Regions from separate parts of the Ovis aries genome. Here regions 1 and 3 are each linked to region 2. A link is a contact called in public Hi-C data. All regions are on one chromosome and are shown on one strand. Each heading gives the region's core, a stretch centred on a gene start, on an enhancer-like site or on the middle of the called end of the contact. The rest is flanking DNA. Distances are from core to core; before and after follow the strand shown.

Evidence for each region. A called contact is a pair of places that touch in the nucleus more often than the background predicts.
Region 1: a Hi-C map of tail adipose tissue shows a contact between it and region 2, with 4 times the contacts expected there. The contact joins the promoter of INTS4 here to the promoter of RSF1 in region 2. A contact is called at or near these places in 8 of 16 Hi-C or Micro-C datasets (blood, liver, muscle and 3 more).
Region 3: a contact with region 2 is called in a Hi-C map of liver, with 5 times the contacts expected there. The contact joins the promoter of CLNS1A here to the promoter of RSF1 in region 2. A contact is called at or near these places in 2 of 16 Hi-C or Micro-C datasets (hypothalamus and liver).

Annotation. Positions count from the first base shown.
Region 1 is chr21:15,619,010-15,621,912 of ARS-UI_Ramb_v3.0, reverse strand. It overlaps INTS4 (integrator complex subunit 4), which reads right to left and starts at 1,299. Exons shown (of 23, transcript XM_004019432.5): 1 at 1,150-1,299. The coding sequence starts at 1,203. It overlaps LOC114110119 (a long non-coding RNA gene), which reads left to right and starts at 1,545. Exons shown (of 3, transcript XR_009597820.1): 1 at 1,545-2,226.
Region 2 is chr21:15,768,951-15,771,791 of ARS-UI_Ramb_v3.0, reverse strand. RSF1 (remodeling and spacing factor 1) reads right to left here and starts at 1,364. Exons shown (of 16, transcript XM_015103086.4): 1 at 882-1,364. The coding sequence starts at 1,068. It overlaps AAMDC (adipogenesis associated Mth938 domain containing), which reads left to right and starts at 1,477. Exons shown (of 4, transcript XM_012101710.5): 1 at 1,477-1,537.
Region 3 is chr21:15,935,231-15,938,298 of ARS-UI_Ramb_v3.0, reverse strand. CLNS1A (chloride nucleotide-sensitive channel 1A) reads right to left here and starts at 1,818. Exons shown (of 8, transcript XR_009597819.1): 1 at 1,615-1,818. It overlaps LOC132658345 (a long non-coding RNA gene), which reads left to right and starts at 1,880. Exons shown (of 2, transcript XR_009597821.1): 1 at 1,880-2,323; 2 at 2,922-3,068.

The DNA of each region.
Region 1 (2,903 bases), core at 50-2,549, 150 kb after region 2:
GGAGAAGGGAACGACAGAGGATGAGAGGGCTGGATGGCATCACCAACTCGATGGACATGAGTTTGAGTGAACTCCGGGAGTTGGTGATGGACAGGGAGGCCTGGCATACTGCAATTCATGGGGTCGCAAAGAGTTGGACACGACTGAGCGACTGAACTGACTCAACTGACTAACTGACACGGTCTGGGCCCCTCAGTCCTGAAACAACTCCAAAGGAGGAAGGATGGTACTGCCCTCCTTTACAGGTAAACTATAAAAGGTTGGTGGTGAGCTGTTCCACCAACGAAAACTTCAACCCCTATGAAGCCTGTGACTCTCGTCTGCTGTGACTGGGTCTTGAGGACTCCTATAGATTCCTCTTCCAAACCCTTAGAGCTCTGCATACAGCCAACTTGGCTTTGGGCACTTTTTTGGTAATGGGAGTTGCAAGGAAATTTGTCAATACCCCACCAGAAGTCTCAAAGTCCTCATTTGTAAAATGAAGATGCTAATGAACTGCGGTGTTTGGGGAAGCCTCTTGAAAGTCCCTTGGACAGCAACGAGATTAAACCAGTCGAACCTAAAGGAAATCAGTCCTGAATATTCACTGGAAGGACTAATGCTGAAGGTGAAACTTCAATACTTTGGCCATCTGATGCGAAGAACTGACTCAATGGAAAAGACCCTGATGCTGGCAAAGATTGAAGGCGGGAGGAGAAGGGGACGACAGATGATGAGATGGTTGGATGGCATCACCCACTCGATGGACATGAGTTTGAGTAAACTCCGGGAGTTGGTGATGTACAGGGAGGCCTGGCGTGCTGCGATTCATGGGGTCGCAAAGAGTCGGACACGACTGAGCTGCTGAACTGAAGGTAACATGAAAAAAATAAGATAACAGATAAGATACTTTCGTAAATTGCAAGGTGCTGTTTGCTTCTTCTAATAGTTTTTTTTAGTGTCAGACTGCACATGTTAATACTGACAACAGCAGCGGCCAATGAACACGCCCACTAAAGTGTAGTCAGAGAGGCAGCCTACCAAAGCACTGGCAGCACTGACACCCTACCCAGCTTTGTGGCGCCAGTTCTGGCAAAGTGTCTGGGGGCGCGGATAACCTACCTTCCCCTTTCCCAGACCAGTCCTGGGACCTTTCCTTCTAGAGCTTACCTGAACCACCTTAGTGAACTCCTCATAAACCCGCTTCTTCAGATGTGCCGCCATGGTTGTTCGTGCACCTTCTCAGCTTCCGTACCCGACGGGGCTGAGGGGGGCAGAGGAATACGAACAAACTTGCCCAGGAGGGAGGAACCAGCCGCTGTCCCACAAGGCAGTGGGGTTCCGGGAAAGAGAAGCCGCTTCCGGCTGCTCGACTGCCTTGTCGCTGTGCGTCCGGATTTAGCGACCTACGCCTGCCGCGCGGGAGGAACGGAAACCGGAGCCGGAGCGTAGCACAGGGGGCGGGGCTTCTGGCAGGAGGAGGCGGGTCGGAAAGGCTGGAGGAGCCAATGGGAGCTTTGGGGGGCTTTCTGTTGGGTTTGAGTGACGGAGGGAAACGGAGGGTCGGGGGAAGTGCTTCAGTGTAAAGGGCGGAGGTGGAGCTATCCAGAGCTAGAGGTAAAACCTGGAGCTGTGTGAGGATTCTGACTCAGAAGATAACACAAAGAGGTCAGACTGACAGCTCCATCATCCATTGCTGTTCTCAGTATTTGCTGTCTGTCCCCTGTGCTCGCCTTTTGATCGAGCTGTTGCTCAGAAACTGGGTTTGCCTTCTGGTTGTTGTCAAGCCTGAAGACCCAACTAACCAAAGTTCCAAAGAAGTAAGGACATATTACTTGCAGCAAGTAAGGAGAGCACAAGCAATCTTCCCCAAAGCAGTGTCTCCAAACAGCAAAACTGGGGACGCTTTAAGCTAAGTGTTAGTCGCTCGGTGGTGTCCAGCTCTTTGAGACCCCATTGATCGTAGCCCACCAGGCCACTCCATCCATGGAATTCTCCAGGCAAGAATACTGAAGTGAATTGCTGTCCCCTTCTCCAAGGGATCTTCCTGACCCAGGGATCGAGCTCAGGTCTCATGCACTGTAGGCAGATTCTGACCTACCACGGAAGCCTAAGGGTGCATGCAAATTCATTCATGAAGGCGCTTGAGCAGAGGAGAATTCAGCATTGGATTGGGGAGAGGTCTACAGGGCCCAAGCTTTAGTTGATTGAATTCAAGAGGGTCGACATCACCGCTCCATCTTCAAGGTGAGTGGGGAACATTAGTTCTTGCAGAACTCAAAGACATATATCAGATTGTTACATATATCTTTTAAGGAAAAACTGGTTTTTGACTGCAAGGAACAAGAAAACGTATTTCTTTTGTTCCTTCCTTCCCTCACTTCTCTCAAGATAATTAATTAGAGACCTGTTCAAGGACAAGCATTGTGGTCAGGCTTAGATCAAACAATGGCTTAAGCCAAAAATGGCTTTTCTTACATCTTTTTCTAGGGACCCCCCCCCCTCCCTATCTGCTTACAAAGCTGTATGCCACCCCTCCAAACCTCTCCTGGCCTAGGGTACTTTTTCCTGCTCTCTCATTCCAGTTGTTGAAAAGCTACCTATCCTTTAAGGAATCAAGCCATCATCTGATAGCTAGGGGAGAGTGGAAAGAATTCTAAGGCCAAGGATCAAGCAACAAAGCTTCAGGTCACACAACTCAGATGGGATTTGAACCCAGCCAAAACTCTGATTGGAACTTGAACCCATGAGGTGGGACTTGAACCCACTGTCCTTCAGTTAAAATTGCTCACCTTGTATCAGAACCTGAAGCTCAGGTTCTTTATGTCTCAGCACAGGGAGATTTCAGCAAGAAGCAAAGGGATAGGTAAACAGTGGATTTATTTAGAGAAATACACATCCCATAAACAGAATGTGGTCTGTCT
Region 2 (2,841 bases), core at 115-2,614:
CTACCCTTCAAATGGGAGGGCGACTTCTTCTTCCCCTAAGCCTTACTGCCAGGATGAAGGGGGAAGGGACTGGAAAAGTGGAGAGATGCTTTTCTATTATTTGCGGGGGGAGGCAGGGAGGAGGAGAAAAACTATGGGGGAGGAGAAATTAACCCTCTGCCCACCAAAGCGGGGAAGCAAAACCGACTTCACCACCACCACCCCGCAAAGTGAGAATGGAAGAGGACCCCTTCCTATGAAGGAGCAGCAAACCTCCAGACTCCCGAAGAAGGAGTTTTGGGGGTTAAACCGACCCTGGAGGGGAAGGGAAAGGAGACCGGAGCCGACTCTCTCTCGGGGGAGTTCCCACTAGAGGGAGGGAGGGAGATGAAGTGTCCTCTGGCCCCCGCCCACCCAGGTGGAGGGAGAGAAAGGGGAGCCCGGAGAAGACGAGCCCAGCCTCCCCCGAGATAGTAGGGAGGATGGTGGGAGGAGGGGAGGGAGCGAGGGAGGGGTAGAGAAAAGCGCAAAGCTGGCCGGAACCTGCGCTCCCCTTCCTCCGCCACCGAGAGGGAGAAGGGGAGAGGGACCCGGCCCCCACCGCGGGGTAGCAGCCCCCGGTGCGGCCGATCAGCACAATGACCCCCCTCATCCCCCGCGCCCAGACCTAGACGACGACGCCCCCACCTCTGCTGGGCGCCGGGCGGAGTTGGCCCTACGGGGCCTCCGCCCCGCCTCCCCACTGCCCGAGACCCCCGGGGGCTGGGCGGAGGAGACCGGCCGCGCGGAACTGCGCCTCAGCGGGAGGACAGAGCCGCGGAGGCCCGGGGTGTCTGTGGGGAGCAGAGAGAAGGAGCAAACCAGGGCCGCTTCCCGCCGGGCGTTCGGGCCCCCTCGCTTACCTTCTCCGTTGCCGACGTCCGGCGGCGGAGCTTGCAGCACCCGCTCGAGCTCCGGGAACGGCAACTCAGGCAGGTCGAGCAGCGGCCCGTAGCGCTCCAAGAAAGAGCAGACTACGGCGAAGTTGGGACACGAACCCGGGCAGCCTGGAGGAGCCATCGCCGCCGCCGCTGCCGCCGCCGCCGCCATTTTGAACTGGAGGATGGAGGAGGAGGAGGCGATGGGGGGGTAAGGGGAGTTGGGGTGCCGAGGAACAGCAGGGCAACCTTTCAGACGACAGGAGGCGCTAGCAAGTGGGCGCCCCTGCGGATCCGGGCGTCTCAGGCACGGCGCCGCGATCCCACAATACAACGGCGGCTCAGAGCAGTCGAGAACCCAGTCAGACGGAGGAAAGAGAGGCGCTCCGTGGCTTTCACTTTCCGCCCTCTTCCCGCTCCTCCCACTTCGGGCTTGCCACTGCCTCGTGTGACAGGGGGAATGAAAACAAGGGCTGCGGGGCAGGGAGGCGGGGCTGGAAGCTCGGGAGGCGGGACTTTGTGGGCAATGACCAACAGACATGAAGGGGCGGGGCTTCGCTTGCTGCCTGGCCGAAACATTCTTTTCCGGGCGGGGCGAGTCGGGGTGGGGAGAGCGTCTAGCGGAGACCGCCTGAGCAAAGGTGAGAGGTAAAGCACGGAGCGGTTTGAGATCGCCGCTCCTCGGAGGGTGTCGGGTAAGTTTCGGGGGGCCACTCCTGGAACTGAAACTGGCCACCAGATGGTCGGGGAAGTTGAGGAGAGTGAATAAGAAGGAGAAAAAGAGCAGAATAGAAAAAAATAAAAGCGATTCTGAGGAAAAATTGGAGAGGGGAGAAGTAGAGAGGTGTCCTGAGTTGGGGATTGGGATGGAACCTTTGTAATGAAGGGGTCTCTGTGAAGTTTGCTGAGGTACAAGTACTGCACCTGCTTGAAAGCATTGTCGGAGAACTGGGGGACGAGGGCCTGACGGAACGAGAATCTGCCGGGATCTCCAGTCTGAGGAGTTGGGGCCGTGTTAGGAAATCCGGGGTTTGAAGGGACCAGGCTCTTCTCAGGGAGCAAAGTTTGAGAGGATTGGGCCCTCCTGAGTTTGCCAGGGTGGGAGGGCGAGGGGCCCTGTTAAGGACTGAGATCTTAGGGACCAATCTCTGTAGCGGAACCAAGATCGAGGGTGGACTAGGACTGCCCTGAGTGCACACCTGGTAGGAAATTTGTAGCAAGGGCAAAATGTTTGTTAGAAGACAGAGTTCTGCTTCGTTGGGAGTAGTGAGCACTCTCCCACAAAGAATCTCAGAAAATCCATCAGTAATGCAAACCAGAATGTGCAGCTTGGGATATAATGTGCATTATGTTTAAGAGTCTGGACTTGGAGTTCAGGAAGACTTGAGTCCTAACAGAACCGCTTCACGACATTGGGGAAGATTTTTTCATTTCTTTGAAAATCTGACATGGGGGGGCCGGTGATGATAGTACCTACATCGTAAGATTTTACTATATAATTCACAATAAATTGATTAGCACAATGCCCTGGCACATTGTGAGTAGAAGTCGCTCAGTCGTGTCCGACTCTTTGCGACCCCATGGACTATACAGTCCAGGGAATTCTCAAGACCAGAATATTGGAGTGGGTAGCCATGTCCTTCTCCAGGGGATCTTCCAATCCAGGGATCCAGCCGGGGTCTCCTGCATTGCAAACAGGTTCTTTACCAACTGAGCTACCAGGGAAGGCCCTGGCACATTGTAAATACTTTAAAAATATTAGTTGCTACTATTGAAGAAAATCCCTAAAATTTAGGTTGAATTCAATTGTTTGTAATTGATAGTTTACTACTTTGAGCAAAAAATTTCAGTGTGCATTTAAAATTTATATAGTATCTACTTAATAAAATAATTTCAAAATATAAATCACAAGACAATTTATAATTAAAAGCAAATAAAGAAATAT
Region 3 (3,068 bases), core at 569-3,068, 170 kb before region 2:
GAAGCCATGGAGAAAAGGGGGATTGTGTAGGGGCTAAGAATATGTGTTCCACTTTCCACTCCTTGAAAGAAAGGAGATCTTCCACTCCTTGCAAGATCTCTGAAGATCTTCTTGTCAATACCCTCAAATACTGCTTTTCAGATTTGATTTTATTTGACCACTCCTCTCTTTTTCCTCAAGTCTCTTCTTCCCTGGTGGCTCAGACAGTAAAGCATCTGTCTACAATGAGGGAGACCTGGGTTCGATCCCTGGGTCGGGAACACTCCCTGGAGAAGGAAATGGCAACCCACTCCAGTACTCTTGCCTGGAAAATCCCATGGACGGAGGAGCTTGGTGCAGGCTACTGTCCATAGGGTCGCAAAGAGTCCAGCACGACTGAACAACTTCACCTTCACCTTCTATAACATAACTTGTGTAGATGTGTCCCCAAGGTTCTATCCTTGGCCCTCTCTTCTTCTCAAGTATCTAATCTATTCATCTTTAACACAACTCTCCCAAGAAATATGCTCATATGTGCAACTAATCCACATTTGCAGACCAAACCCATTATCTGTACCTTACCCCAAACTTGATCTTCCTCCCATCCAAATTTCCTATCTGTGACTGACCAGAAAACTAAGCTTTGTTCAATGACTAGATTTCCTTCGAAAGCAAGGGGTTCTTTACATCTTTTTGTGCCTGCTGTGGCAGGGAGAAATTTGGCCTCTATGACTCTCACATCTCCTGGTGTCAAACCAGTGAATATGTTACATGGAAGAAGGGACTTTGTGTATGTAATTAAGGTTACTAATCAGGTCACAAGAAAAGAGAGATTACCCTGGATTATCTGTGTGGGTCCAACATAATCATGTGACTTCTTAAAAGCAGGGAATTTTCTGACTGCAGACAAAACTGATACAGAATAAAGAGAGAAGTGGAGGACAGGAAAAGATTCAGTGTGTGACTGTTGGCTTGAAGATGAATGGAACCATATGTCATGGAAATGAGAACTTCTATTCTACAATCTCAACATGTAAAACAAGTCTATGAAAGTAAAAACTGCTCCAGGTACCCAAATAAAAGGGCAATTCCTTCTAGGAATGGAAATGAGAGTTAGGTTCCTCTGGATACAACCCCTACCAGCGTGGGGGTGCAGGTGTTCCTCTCCCCACTCATACCTACAGAAAAAAACCTATACCCCCTTAACCAAGCTTTAAAATCCTGCACAATTTGCTCTAAACCTACATATCCTACCCAGGGCAACACCTCCCATTCCTGATCGCCGACGAGGCAGGCACTTCGATGACTCTTCTTCACTCAGGTCCTGAAACTCAAAATCCTGAGACCTTGAATAAAAAGCAGCACCCCATCAGACCTCCAGAAAACAGGTGGGTAGAAAGCACAATGAATGAGGCGAACACCGTCTGACGAAGACAGACATGAAGGCTCCGAGGAGAGGACACTGGAACACACGAGTCTTCTCCTCAGCAGAGGCACCTCAAAGGCAAAGCGGGGCACGCGCTCCCCCGCCCCACGGCCTCAGAAGTCTCAGTCTCCCTCACGCTACTCCGCACCGCCCGCGCCCGGCAGAGACGAGGCGAGCAGGAAGCCAGCCCTTGGAAACAGAGACTCTACCTTTCAGCGATGTAAAGGGTGCCGGTGCCGAGGCCCTTCCCGTTCAGCACAGCCTCGGTGTCTGGTTGCTGCTGCCGTAGGCCCTCAGCCGACCCGGGCGGCGGGAAACTTCTGAGGAAGCTCATTACTGCGAGGAGCGCCGAGACACCGGCCAGGAGCTGGCTGAGGCACCGCAAACCCTTCGCCGCGTCCCGCCCCGGAAGCAGTAGCAATTCCCCCCGGAAGTGTAACTTAGTCGGCCCCGGAATTCGAGCCCGTCTACCATAGAGATGAGACGTTCTAGGACAAGCTCTCACAGGCTTGAGAGAACTGAGTTTGTCAGGTTACGGCTTTTCCCTTCTCCCTCGGATTTCTAAGGCTCCAGGTTTGGAATAACGGAGTGTTCTCCCCACATCCTACTTCAGGATCGTCACAGCAACCTTGTGAGAGAGGAAGCACAGGAAATAATAAATTTCTTCTTTCTGCCGAAGTGGAAACGGAACCGTAAGGCAGGGAGTCTCTTGCCTGAGGTTGCATAGCAATGAGAGACCACACTGATTTACAAGTCGGTCACCTAAGTGGGTTCGGCTCTTCTCACCTGCGCCCGCCTCGTCTAGGCCTTGTTCATGTCTCAACAGCCACGCCCCAGACATCAGTATAGGTCCTAACGCCGTCCTAGTACACGAGCCACATATCCCCTGGTATCAGATGTGCAAACGAGCGCAAAGAGGTAATTAACCCTGGGTGAAAGGCTAGTTGTGTCAGCAAGCATATGGGGCGCTGAGGGGAAAAGAATTAATCCATTCGACTTGGAATTCTTTATTTCTTCACTAGACACTGAAAAAGTATTAAGAGCTAATAAAAACTTTTAAAATAATCATAAAAGTAGCTAATGGTAACCGGGTATTAAGTGTCAAGCCCCGTTCAAGGCTAAGTCGCTCCAGTTGTGTCCGACTCTGCGATCTTACTGACTGTAGCCCGCCAGGCTCCTCTCTTTACCCTTATTATTTCTTCATTTCCTCTGTGACAACTTTATGGGGAAGATGGAGCTGAAACGAGAACTAGTGGAAAGTAGTAGGAATAGATCCTGAGAGATCCTTCCCTGTGGCCTGAGCTTCCTCACAGCTTGGCAACTGGGTTTTGACGTTGAGCATCCCAAGAAAGAGAGTGGTATAAGCTGCACGGCCTCTTCTAATTTAGCCTTGGAAGTTACAGAGTGTAACCACAAGTAGTATCTGATGGTAACCACAAGTAGTATCTGATGGATTTTTCATCATTTTTTTTTTTAAATGTACTTTGTGGTCCTATATGCTTTGACATGCCTGCAGCCCTGGCTGACAACTTGACTGCAGGTTTGGGAGCGATCCTGAGGCAGAGGAATCCAACTAAACTGTGTCAGATTCATGGACGGACAGAAACTGTGAGATAATAGCTGTTGAATTTTGGTGTGTTTTTTTGTTTTTGCTTTGGTGTGC